Regions from separate parts of the Mus musculus genome. Here all the other regions are linked to region 2. The links are chromatin contacts, called in public HiCAR-type and HiChIP or PLAC-seq maps. All regions are on one chromosome and are shown on one strand. Each heading gives the region's core, a stretch centred on a gene start, on an enhancer-like site or on the middle of the called end of the contact. The rest is flanking DNA. Distances are from core to core; before and after follow the strand shown. Region 1 holds the start of 2210011K15Rik (a long non-coding RNA gene). Region 2 holds the start of Epb41l5 (erythrocyte membrane protein band 4.1 like 5). Region 3 holds the start of 2900060B14Rik (RIKEN cDNA 2900060B14 gene).

Region 1 (4,341 bases), core at 1,018-3,517, 1.7 Mb after region 2:
GAGTGAGTTGGTCGGTAAGGGCAGGCTTTCAGGTGCATTCATTTTCTGGAGAGCAGAGATGCTAGGTGTCTTCCACTATCATTATCTATTGCCCAGTGATTTTCTAGGTTCGTGTGTTTTAATTTTGTTTTTGAGACGATGTTCTTTACTAGAACCAAAGATACCCTGTTTGCATGTGTGGTTGGCCAGTGATCTCCAGGGATCCATCAGTCTCTGCTTGACCTTTTCCCTGGAAACATAGTGAGGTTACTGATGCATGCCTCTGCAGGGGCACACACACACACACACACACAGAGAGAGAGAGAGAGAGAGAGAGAGAGAGAGAGACAGAGACAGAGACAGAGACAGATGTCTGTGTGTATATCTGTGAATGCTGAGTATCTGAACTTTGAATTCAGGTCTTCATACTTACTAGAAAAGTTCTGTATCAATGAAGCAATCTCTCCAGCACAGGCTTGAAGGTTTTATAGCCAAGGACCACTTCCTAGAAACCCAGTAAAGATGCAGTGTGGCCAGCTCCTCCTGCTGCCCCTGCTGCCCCTCCTTCTGTCCCTCCTGCCCTTGCTGACACTCTTGCCCATCCTGCCCATCCTGCCCCTCCTGCCCCTCCCGCCCCTGCTGCCCCTCCTGCCCCTCCCGCCCTTGCTGTCCCTCCTGCCCCTGTTGCACCTCCTGCCCCTGCTGCCCCTCCTGCCCCTGCTTCCCCTCCTGCCCCTCCCGCCCTTGCTTTCCCTCCCGCCCCTGCTGCCCCTCCTGCTGCCCCTCCTGCTGCCCCTTCCGCCCCTGCTGTCCCTCCTTCCCCTCCTGCCCCTCCCGCCTTTGCTGCCCTTGCTGCCCCTCCTGCCCCTGCTGCCCCAGCTGCCCCTCCTGTCCCTCCTGCCCCTGCTGCCCCTCCTGCCCCTCCCGCCCTTGCTGCCCTTGCTGCCCCTCCTGCCCCTCCTGCCCCTGCTGCCCCTCCCGCAACTGCTGCCCCTGCTGCCCCTCCTGCCCCTCCCGCCCTTGCTGCCCTTGCTGTCCCTCCCGTCCCTCCCGCACCTGCTGCCCCTCCTGCCCCTCCTGCCCCTCCTGCCCCTGCTGCCCCTCCCGCCCTTGTTGCCCCTCCTGCCCCTGCTGCCCCCCTGCTGCCCCTCCCGCCCCTGCTGTCCCTCCTGCCCCTCCTGCCCCTCCCGCCCTTGCTGCCCTTGCTGCCCCTCCTGCCCCTGCTGCCCCAGCTGCCCCTCCTGTCCCTCCTGCCCCTGCTGCCCCTCCTGTCCCTCCTGCCCCAGCTGCCCCTCCTGTCCCTCCTGCCCCTGCTGCCCCTCCTGCCCCTCCCGCCCTTGCTGCCCTTGCTGCCCCTCCTGCCCCTCCTGCCCCTGCTGCCCCTCCCGCAACTGCTGCCCCTGCTGCCCCTCCTGCCCCTCCCGCCCTTGCTGCCCTTGCTGTCCCTCCCGTCCCTCCCGCACCTGCTGCCCCTCCTGCCCCTCCTGCCCCTCCTGCCCCTGCTGCCCCTCCCGCCCTTGTTGCCCCTCCTGCTGCCCCTGTTGCCCCTGATGCCCCTGATGCCCCTCCCACCCCTGCTGCCCCTTCTGCCCCTCCTGCCCTTGCTGCCCCTCCAGCCCCTGATGCCCCTCCTGCCCCTCCTGCACCTCCTGATCCTCCTGCCCTTGCTGCCCCTCCTGCCCCTGCTGCCACTCCTGCTACTCCTGCCCCTCCCGCCCTTGCTGCCCCTCCATCTTCCCCTCCTGCCCCTGCTGCCCCTGCTGCCCCTGCCACCCCTTCTGCTGCCACTGCTCCTCGGAGTTGCTTCTGGTTGGGTGTGGCTGCAGAGGCGAGCAGAATGACCAGCACAAGTCTCAGCCTTCAATCGTTCGCGTTAGATCGTGCTGATGAAAATATCACGTCTAAGGCTCGTCTTCTTACGTCTGAAGAACAGTTAACATTTACTGATTTCATTGTAGGGGAATGCAGAGGTTCCATACTGTGTGTGACCGTCCAACGACATTATGTCAGAGTCAGTGCTCTCACTTACCATCTAGGTCCCAAGGATCAAGCTCGGTCCACCGGCCCGGCAGCCAGCACCTCTACTGGATGAGCAGTCTCCTCAGCCCTTCAGCTTCTGGCATTGGAGCCACACCCTAGAGGAAAGCAAACCCAGAGCTCGGGAGTTAGGCCCTTGCATTTCTTTTATCTCAGATGTGAATTTACAGACTTAGAAATCAGATGCGAGGAAGCTACCAACACTCATCGTCTTTGGACTCTGCCAGGCATTGTCATGGTTCGGCCTCCATGATACAGGAGTGTTGGGAGTTCTGCAAAACCAGCTGGGGTGAACTTTCTTTATCTCGGAAACCATATAAGCAAGCTGGTCTAGTAAGTGCAACAGGGCAAGGCATGGCGCCATAGCAGGAAAGGGCTCTGCAGTCTTTTTTTTTTTTTTTTTTTTTGTCACTGCAATAAAATTCCATGATCAGAGTAACTTTATAGGAGTAAAAAAGTGCGTATTTTGGCTTACAGTCCCATTGGGAGAGTCCATAATGGAGGTAGAGGCAGTAAATAGCCAGAGAATGAAGCTGAGGGAGTGTGTATCCATCCACATGCAAGACCCAGGCAGAGAAAACCATCAGGAAGGCTTGGCTTATAAACTTCCACCTTAAGACTCAGACTCACACACATGCACACACACACACTCATACACACACACACACACTCACTCTCACACACACTCACACACACACACATGCACACACTCACACACTCACACACACACACAGTCATACGCACACACTATTGACTTGTGTGCAAAGCTGTCTGTACTCTTAGTGATGTTCTTAATGCTAAGAATCTCCGTGAGGGACATTCACCCCTGGCAGGGGAATAACAGACCACAGACACAATTTCGTATCAGCCCAGCCTGATGAGCCAATGAGCTCACTCCTGGTGAATCCGTGAGTCAGAGGCTGCTGACAGGAGCAGGAGGGATGACGCATGGCAATAGCATCTCTGGAGTTCCTCTCCCCATCTCCCTTTTACTTCCTATATACTCTATTGCTTCTCCCAGACCAGGTGACAGGTGAGGGTGGTGGGTAGGATCTTGGATGAAAGTCTAGGAACCCTCTCTCCTCCACCTATGAACCATGAGTGAATGTTGCTAGTCTCAGCACATGACTATGCTCTAGCTATCTGCATGTTTATTGTCTTTCTTATTCCCCTGTCTAGACTGGAAGCAGAGCAAGGTCCCCTGTAGTTCCTATAGCAATCTTGTCTCTATGAGGACTATAACCATGTGATGCTCAAAAGAAATAACTACATCATAATAATCTCCAAAGCTTTCTTTTTCATACTATAAAACATAAAGCTGTAGTATGAATTTTATGCCAAATGTAGTGTAAATATCCCTTGGGGATAGAACACAAAGTCCAAAAACAACAAGTAGGGAAAAGATCCCATCTAAATCGCCAGCAGGAACATGCCTACGGCTGCTCTGTTGAGAACACCAGCAGATTTGCCTCAGATTAAAAGCACAATTGCACTCAGTCATCACCAGAGAAGCTTTCTTCTGCAGCAGATGGGAACAAACATAACAATGTCAATATAACAAATATAAGGAATATAACAAATATAACAAATGGGAACATTGTCACAGCCAGACAATGTGCAGAGAGGAAGAGACCTTTGAATGCTCAGCCCTAAATGGGATGTCTCCATCAAATCCCTCCCCTCAGTATTCAGGGAGCCCCTCAGAAGAGGTGGTAGAAAGTCTGTAACAGCCACAGGGGATGGAGAATTAGAGGAACCAAAGTAAAAGCTGGGCGTGGTGGGACACACCTTTAATCCCAGCACTCGGGAGGCAGAGGAGGCAGATTTCTGAGTTTGAGGCCAGTCTGGTCTACAGAATGAGTTCCAGGACAGCCAGGGCTATGCAGAGAAACCCTGTCTCGAAAAACCAAAAGAAGAAGAAGAAGAAGAAGAAGAAGAAGAAGAAGAAGAAGAAGAGGAGGAGGAGGAGGAGGAGGAGGAGGAGGAGGAGGAGGAGGAGGAGGAGGAGGAGGAGGAGGAGGAGGAGGAGGAGGAGGAGGAAGAAAAACCAAAGCCCTCTAAGTCACCCCATATCTGGCTATGAACTCACGTGCACAGGGCCTGCACCGGTCTACACCAGATGAGTCCATAGATCTGATAGAAGTAAACACATGTCCCCATATCTAACCTAGAATCGATCTCCTCCAACTGATAACCACTTGCAAGTAAAAATTTAGTTTCCCCAAGGGAGTCTCCCTCAGAAAACAAACTACTTTTAAGGTAGGCTACATGCCCAGAAGTAAATGGCCAACAGAAAATAAATTTTGTGGCATCTTTGGAGGTTCC
Region 2 (4,378 bases), core at 1,417-3,916:
AAGGGAGTTTCTCTCTGTAGAGTTAATCCAGAGGTCATAAGAGCATGTATTGCTTAAGTTCTTAAATATAAAAAGTAAAACTTGAGGGTTACACAATGAAAAGGTGTCCCCATATTTTGTTCCCCCATCCCACCTGCCCCCAATCCTGGGCAGTGCTGCAGCTGGTGGACTGGTGGATTATCAGCCTCCACAAAGCTAATTCCCTTTTAAATCTTTAACAGCCCTGGCTCCTCCTCCTCCTGGGCCTGCTAGCCCTCTGCTCTCAGCTCCAGTGCTTTGCTCAGCTCAAATGTCTAATTCCAGAACTTTCTTATCAATGGTCGATCTTCCTAAGAAAATCTCTGTGCACTCCATCTCCCATTCTTTTTTCTAAGAGAGCGCTATATTTACACATGAAATTTTATTTCCTCAGAAAAGTACTCTCAGATTCTGTGGCCGGATTAGATGGCCCTGTTAGCAGGCAGACTTTTCTTTATAACATGAAAAGAAACTGTAATTAAATATTTAATTGACTTCTTTCTTCCTTTTTACTGACTATCATCCCTTCCACTCCCACAGACAGGAACCAAGTCTGACTTGTTTACTGACCAAACAGCTATCATGGCAAAGTTGCTATGATACATATTACATATTAGACGATCAATAAGAAAACTAATGTGATAGAGCAAAATGATACATTAGAAAATGGAATATATATAGAGATCGATATCTAGATATCTATATAGAGAGATCTAGGTATCTATATGTATATAGATATCTATGCACAAATTCTAAAAGACGATAATAAAAGAGACTCACAAAACAGCTCCAGCCCCTGGAAGGCAGAAGCAGAATTGGTTCCAAGCTAATCTAGGAGAGGGAGAGAGAGAGAGCGTGCTCTCTCTCTCTCATATTCTCTCTCTCTCTCCCTCTCTCTCTCCTCTCTCTCTCCCCCCCCTCTCTCTATATATATATATATGTATATATATTTATCTCAAGTTCCAAGCTAGCTTGGGCTGCATGGGGAGACAGGGTCTATCTATCTATCTATCTATCTCAAATTCCAAGCTAGCTTGGGCTGCATGGGGAGACAGGGTCTCTAAAAGCAACTGGAAATATGGGGTTTGGAGTTACAAGTCTTCTAATAACTTTAATTTCTGAGTTTTCAACGAGTAAGTTTTCTTTTCAATCACAGAAATGCAAACTGAAGTGATACATTTCCTATTTAGCCAAGAGCCACTTTTCCACCACTCCAAGTTCATACATACTGACTTGCCAATTGCAAGTGTCAACTGCGCCTCCCTTTTGGCTCTTCCTGTTGCAGTGCTGGGGATTGAACCCTGGGTATCCATGCTTTACACCATAGGGTATCTACAGCCAAGCTAGTGATTTTTTAAAAAAAAAAAAAAACAGTAATATTGAAAACTATAGAAAATGTCCTAAAGTTATCAGTATCTTTCATCCCAGTTACTCCCGCAAAAGAAACTGTAACTAAGAAACTAAACACAGGAACATTGCGCACATCGCTGCCCAAACAAGTTATCCTAACAAGAACAACAACAACAAGAAAAGAAAAAAACAGGTGTGAGCATTTAGATTTAGTTCAGCCTAGCGTTCCAGAACCCGGGTTTGGTTCCCAGTATCGAAAGAAAAGAAAAGAAAAGAAAAGAAGGAAAGGAAAGGAAGAAAGAGAGAAAAAGAATTAGAAGAAGAACGAAGTGGGGGTTGGGAAGAAAAAGAAAATAATGATCCCAAAGTGTTCATTTAGACACATACAAGTTACCCACTGCAGTTAGCAGTGCTCAGTGCCTCAGCTCAGTGCATCTGGGGTGAGCGGAGTTGTGAATTACATTCATAATTTCTTGGTGGGCTTATCTCCAATTCTTAAGGGAAAAAAAAAAAACCATTACTAGTAATTTTGAACTATTGCTAAACAACTTCGGAGCCTGGAGCCTTCTCGCTCTTAAAGCAGAACCCGGGAGACTACAGTAACCAGAGATGGACACAATTATCTTCTACCCACAGGAGAACCCATCATTACCGGACGCGCGCCACGCGTGGGGGCGGGGAGCGCCCTCGGCCTTGGCGGTTCCCGGGAACGCACCTGCCTCGTACGCTTCCCAAGTTTCACTCGACCGGGAGCTAGCTGGCACGTCCTGTCTCACCGATGTCTGCCCACAATCCCGGCGAAGTGACACTCGAGGCGACCTTCCCCTAATCCCACAGCTACGGGGAGGTCAGGGGTGACCAGAGTTTCCCCCCAACAACGCGCGAGACCCCGGCGACGCGCCCGGCCCTCAGCGGCCACCGCGCGGTATCGCCCGAAACTCAGCGCCCAGCCCCATTGGCCGTCGCCGCCACTCCCCTCCCAGCCCGCGGCGTCGCCCGGGGAGCCGGGCCGCCCACCCGGCACGGTCGAGAGCCTCGGCTCAGTGAGCAGGGCCAACTGGACACCCGAGGCCAAACTCTTACCTGTACTCGGGGGTGAACACCGTGAAGCGACGGAGACCACTGCGACTGGGACGCGCGACCCTCGGAGAGAGATGCCCAGCCGGCTAGAGGAGAGGACGGGTCTCCAGAGACACCGAGAAATGGCGGCGCAAGGCGCGAGCCCACCCTGCGCTAATCCCCGGAGGACCCCGGCCGCCCGAGGGCACGCCCCTTAAAGCCCCATCCAAGGTCCGCCCCCCGAAGGGCGGGACGCTCCGCTCTTAAAGGGGCAATGGCACCGCCCCGGAAATCGGCCTCCTGAGACCTGAATTTAAGCTGGCAACACCAGATGGGACTATAGAAATACAGAAAGGCAGTTCACCTTTAATCCCAATACTCCAGAGGCAGAGGCAGAGGCAGAGGCAGAGGCAGAGGCAGAGGCAGAGGCAGGTGGATTTCTGTGAGTTCGAGTCCAGCCACAGCTACTTAGTTACAGGTCAGCCAGGACTACCTAGTGAAATCCTGTCTTTTAAAAAAGATTATTTTTTTCTGTGCGTATATGTATGGGTCAGGGAAAGATATGCCACAGTCCCTGTCTGAGAACAACTTGCAGGAGTATCATGTGGGCACAGGGGACCAGACTCTGGCCTTCACATTTGGAATGAAGCACTTTTACCCACACTGAGCATCTCCATGGCGCTTGGTTTATGTTTTGAATTTTTCACCTTCCTGGTAATATGATTTGAAAATGAAACGTTGGGTTTAAGATACAGTTCAGTGGTAGGGTGTTAGACTAGCACATACCAGGCCCAGGATCCAATCCCTGGCACAGCAAAAATGAGTATTTTCCTATTTTTAATGTAGTCTAGTATGTTTTCTCTTACACAGTTGTTTATTAATTGATCCAGCATTTATTTAAATGTTTCCTTGCTCCCTCCCCCCAAATCCTAGAGATTAAAGCAACCTTTAGTCTGTAATGGAGAAAGAGAACAACTATGTGTCAAGTGGTGATGAGAGCCCTGGAGAGAACGCTGCTGGGAAAGGGAAATAACAGACTGATGCTCCAGGCACTGTGGTCACAGAATGGAGGCCCTAAGTGGCAGGGCGACATTCCATTCATTCATTCTTCAGATAGTTTATCAAAATGCCTACAGCTCTGTAGACCCTGGAGATAAGGCAGATAAAGAAGAAAGACAGGAGTCCCTCAAGGCAATCCCAGCAGTAAAAGCCCCTTGGGGGCTGAGTAGTGAGTTCAGGGCCAGCACTGGCCACATTGAGAGGTTCTGTCATAATTAAACAAGTTATTTCATGGTTTAGCCTGTATGGGAGAGTGTACCTGTCCTCCTTGTGCCTATAGCCTTTGAGGCAGAAAGATCACTTAAGCCCAGGAATTGGAGGCCAGTCTACCTAACACCATCTCAGAAGGAAAAAGAAAATGCTGTAGGGTATAGCTCAGTTGGTAGAGTGCATAAAGTCCTTGGTTCAAAACATGTCTGACTGGCGGTTAGTAAACACCTAGAAAATAGCAGTGGGTGTGGGGTCTGGGAATGAAGGGTTGCAATATAAGCAGGGAGGAAGGCTCTTAGGGCAGTGACAATGACTTCAGACTTAAAGTAGGTGAGGAAAGAGCCCAGTAGACATCCGGGAAGGACATAAAGAGCAAGGGCAAAGGACTGTGTGGAGCTACGCAAGGGCCCTAGTGACACTAAGAGCAAGAAGAGCAGAAGGTCTGGAACAAGGGTTTTATGGGATCTTGCCTGAAAATTAGCGTGTATAAAGGGAGGCTGCAGCTCACTGAAACCAGAATACAGTTTCCGGGGATTTGGCACTGTCCGTGCCTGTACCAACTGCTCCTTCTGTCCCCATGGCGTTGCTAGATTATTGTCAGTTACCAGTGTGGCACCTCAGCTGGGGCCAAAGGAGCAACAGCTGAGTACTACACACAGCTCTATCCATACAGCCTTGTGGT
Region 3 (3,938 bases), core at 523-3,022, 1.2 Mb before region 2:
ATACTGCCTGGATGCCGGATGCCAGAGGGATGGTTCTCATTTCTGAGTGGGACTGAGCAGTAGAGTGTGATCGTGTACTGTGCTTTCAGAATAGCACACAATTTAAATTCAATAAGTTGTTTACTTCAGGAATTTTCATGTGTTACTTTGGGACTGTTGTTTGCTGTGATAGCTAAAACTGTGAAAGCACAGTTGTAGATAGGAAGGCTAGAGGACTGGAGCGATAAGACCATGTGTTGAGCGAGCGTTTCCATACTTACTGTAGAATTGCTGCCACGGACATGAGCACGCAGAGCCCTTGAGCCTGCTTTACCTCCGTGTGTTCACATCCAGAGCAGAATTGCTGGATCATACAGTTCAGTTCTATTTAATTTTCTGAAGACATTTTGCACACTGATTTTCATTTTGCATCTCCAACAGCAGTGTGCAGTTCCTATTTCTTTGTGCTGTCACTCCCTGCCTCCCTTGCTCTCTCCCTCCCTCCCTCCCTCCCTTTTCCTTTGTAGTAGCCTATAGTGATTGTCAGCTGTTGCTTTTTACCACTGCTCTGTCTGTCAGAGCATCTGTCTCTGCTGTGCACCTGCGCTTTGGGGGTCTCTAACCCTTTGCTTCCTTGGGCTGCACTTGGAGCTTTCCTGTTTAATTTCTCTTGCTCTATGTACACTGAACTTTCAATGGAGCCCATTCTTTGGCTCTTAAGTTGGTTTGTTTATTATTTGGTTCTTTCAAAACAAAACAAAACAATATCTGGAAAAAGTCATTTTCCTTTTCCCAGGCAAATTAAGAAACTATAAAAAATTTGTCTTCACTGTGGCAGTTTCTCGGTATCCTTGGTTTTGGCCCTGACAGCGACGCACTGGGCAGGTGTTTGAGTTTCCCTCATATTTTCCTTGAGATTACTCACAGCTTGTGGGCTTTAAAGAGACTGTGACAGAGGTGAAGTGTGCATTATATTATACCAAGCTTACATCACCAGCATGACTTAGCATTGTTTAAGCTGACCTTGGTCACCTGGCTGAGGTAATAGTTTGTCAGGTTTCTGTACTGTAAAATTACCTCCCATTCCTACTGTGCTCTTTGGAAGGAAGCCAAACTAAGGAAACTTAAATCCTGTGGCTCAAAAGTAAGACCTTTGTTTGTTTTTGTTTTTTTGGTTTTTTTTTTTTTTTTTTTTTTGCTTTGTTTTAAAGAAAATGCTCATAAATAGAACTATTTTAAAAGTTGGGAGAAAAAAGGGCCCCGGGAAGTGGTACATGCCTTTAATTTTAGCAGTCGGGAGCTACAAGTTTGAGGCCAGCAGGGGCTACATGCTAAGGGCTACATAGACTCTGCGCCTCAAAAGAATTATACACTTTCAAGTATCTAATTCCTCCCAGTGCTGGCTTGGTGTTTGAATTAGTATATAGATTTACTTGTAAGCTGGATGAAAACCCAAATACGGAACCCTTTATCTGTATTACAACATTTTCCAAAGGGAGCGCTTCTTAGTGTATCACAGTCTTAGGGCAGCGGTGAGAAAGCTGGTCTCCAGTAATTACTGTCCGGCTGCCCTCTAGCATACAATAAAGGAACTGCGAGGAGGGCAACAGTACACACGCGGCTACTTTAATCTTTAAATGTTTAGGTAAGGAAGAGAGGTTTTGTGGTTTTTTCCAAAAATTGCACCAAGGTAAAGCAGAGCTCTAACCGATGCAGGTGTGTTGTCAGGCGTTAGCAGTACTGCCCTCACTACGCGTTCATTGGACAGTAGCGCAACCCCAAGAAAAGGATGGTTGCTTGCAACCACGCGCGCCCGGCAGCCAGAAAGCTCTAAGTCCGGGTTTGGTTGCGGTGACCACCGCAGGAGGCCTACCCCAACCTGCCCGGTGTACAGTATTTTCTTCGACTGCTGCTTCCCACGTCGAATACCCTTTCTGTTTTTCTGAAACTCCCAAGGGGCTTTCTGAAGCCTGCTTGTCTTTACCCAGAAGGCCGCGCGTCACAAGTCTGAAAATTTGCATACACGCCTTTCTGGGCGGGGCCGGAGGGAGGCTTAGAGTTAGCAATTTGGGGGGAGGGTGCGACCTGGTAAATTTGCATACGCAACTCAAGGAGAGGGCGGGGCCGCAGTAGGCTCCTCTAGGTCGTGCTGCTTCAGTGGAGTTCCGCTTCGGCGAGTTTTTCTTCCAAACGGTAGCGGGTTTTTCCGTGCCGAGTACCCTTTCCTGACCAGCCAGCTCAGTCTTCCCAGTCGCTGGGCGCCCGCGGGGACCAGCTATGTCAGCGCCATCCCACTGCACCGCTGACGCTGTGCTTCTTTGCGTTGCAGGTGGTTCTCTTGGGCATGGACATCCTGTCGGCACTGGTGACTAGGCTGCAGGACCGGTTCAAGGCGCAAATCGGCACAGGTGAGCCTTAGCTAGCATAGCAGGCTCTCATCCTTCCGTCCCACCCTGGACTCACCCCACATCGTGGCCTCACCGCCCCTAAACTGGTACCTTCCCCTCTAAACCCGAATTATTATAATATTGCCAATTGAGGATTTTTATGCCAGTTTAGACATCAGCTTGATGCCAGCCAGTACGCATTGTCCTCTCAACCTCCTCGGAGACTCAGTTTTCTTTGAAAAGTCCTACAAAAAAGGAGCCAGTTGGATTTTTCCACCGTTTAGATGTCTCTAAATCAGTGTGTTTCATGGTGGCGATGTAAACACTAAGCAATTCTGTTTATACAACTGTTTCAGTAGCAAATTTCTCTATTCTCTTTTCTTGATTCCCTTTTGTGTGCGCAGTGGGTGAATAGAATCTATGTCCTCTGTATGCCAGCAAGCAATAACCACTGAGCCACAGTGTCAGCTGGAATTCTCCACTAGTGTTCATTACCAGTGTCTGTCTGTCCTTTTCTTTTTCTGTAGCTTTGCAGTCAGTGCGCTCACTGAGAAGGATGGTGGGATCCTGAAACTTACTGTTAGGAATCTGATGTTTGAACCATTTTCCATTTCCCCCCTACATTAGCTCAGGACTCATGGATTCTCACCAGAGGCCTAACGGGGTTGGAATAGACATGGGTGGGCTGGCCCATGCTTCAGTGTGTGGGTGTGCTGTGTGTCTTTTGTATGCTATAAGTAAAATGTACCCAATGCCACTGAAGCATGCTGGTCTGTTGCTTAATGTTTCCATTGCATATGTCATTTCAAGCATGGCATTCCCTACAGTGTATTTCAACCACACCTCCACTCTTACAGTTGCCTCTATTTCCCTCTCACTCCTGCTTGATACCTTCTTTCTCCACTTAGCTCCTTCTACATTCCTGTCTTTCCCCTCCCATGACCTACCGAGTCTCACTAGGGTTGCATGCAGAAGCGTAGCTGAGGGATGTTTATAAGGTGAGTCCTTATGCATACCCCCTGATGAGAATGGCTCACTCTCCCAGCTGCAGGGGACTTTGGGGCTGTGGGAGCCCTCCTACCGTAAGGTCCCTCTCTCCCTCCCACACTGGGTGCCACTGGCTGGTCTTCAACATTGCCTGCAAAGGATGACCTTGAACTCCTGATTCTCCTTCCTCCACGACCCGAGTGCAGAGATTATAGACACAGTCCTCACCCATCCCTAGCTTTGGAATAGCTACCTTAGGCCAGCAAACTGCAGATGAGCGGCGGGTGACCTCAGATCTCAAGATGTATTCTCATTTACTCCATTTCCATTTTGGTTTCCAGTGTTGCCAAGTCTAATAGACAGACTGGGAGATGCTAAAGACTCCGTGAGGGAGCAAGACCAAACCCTGCTGCTAAAGATCATGGATCAAGCTGCTAATCCCCAGGTAGGCCAAGCGAAGTGGGACTGTCTTCACAAACCGTGTGTGCGACTCTCTGGGCTTAGTTTCTCTTAAGCTAATGGGTTAGAGGTTGTTTTAGTCTCTATTGCTTCAACAAACACCGAGCAGAAGGCTAGTTGGGGAGG

Evidence for each region. HiCAR-type assays count read pairs that join an accessible place to other places. HiChIP or PLAC-seq counts read pairs in DNA pulled down with a chosen protein or histone mark.
Region 1: an HNF4G HiChIP or PLAC-seq map of pancreatic cancer cells shows a contact between it and region 2. The contact joins the promoter of 2210011K15Rik here to the promoter of Epb41l5 in region 2. A contact is called at or near these places in 1 of 39 promoter capture datasets (liver) and 1 of 115 datasets of contacts at active chromatin or transcription factors (pancreatic cancer cells).
Region 3: a HiCAR-type map of astrocytes shows a contact between it and region 2, with 3 times the contacts expected there. The contact joins the promoter of 2900060B14Rik here to the promoter of Epb41l5 in region 2. A contact is called at or near these places in 2 of 39 promoter capture datasets (liver and maxillary cranial neural crest), 1 of 115 datasets of contacts at active chromatin or transcription factors (astrocytes) and 1 of 9 other capture datasets (liver).

What each region holds. Positions count from the first base shown.
Region 1 is chr1:121,357,804-121,362,144 of GRCm38.p6, forward strand. It overlaps 2210011K15Rik (a long non-coding RNA gene), which reads right to left and starts at 2,268. Exons shown (of 3, transcript XR_003947976.1): 1 at 2,219-2,268; 2 at 2,009-2,114.
Region 2 is chr1:119,646,334-119,650,711 of GRCm38.p6, forward strand. Epb41l5 (erythrocyte membrane protein band 4.1 like 5) reads right to left here and starts at 2,667. Exons shown (of 25, transcript NM_145506.4): 1 at 2,452-2,667.
Region 3 is chr1:118,457,493-118,461,430 of GRCm38.p6, forward strand. 2900060B14Rik (RIKEN cDNA 2900060B14 gene) reads right to left here and starts at 1,773. Exons shown (of 1, transcript NR_027901.1): 1 at 1,177-1,773. Clasp1 (CLIP associating protein 1) reads left to right here. Exons shown (of 43, transcript NM_001359328.1): 3 at 2,309-2,387; 4 at 3,695-3,798.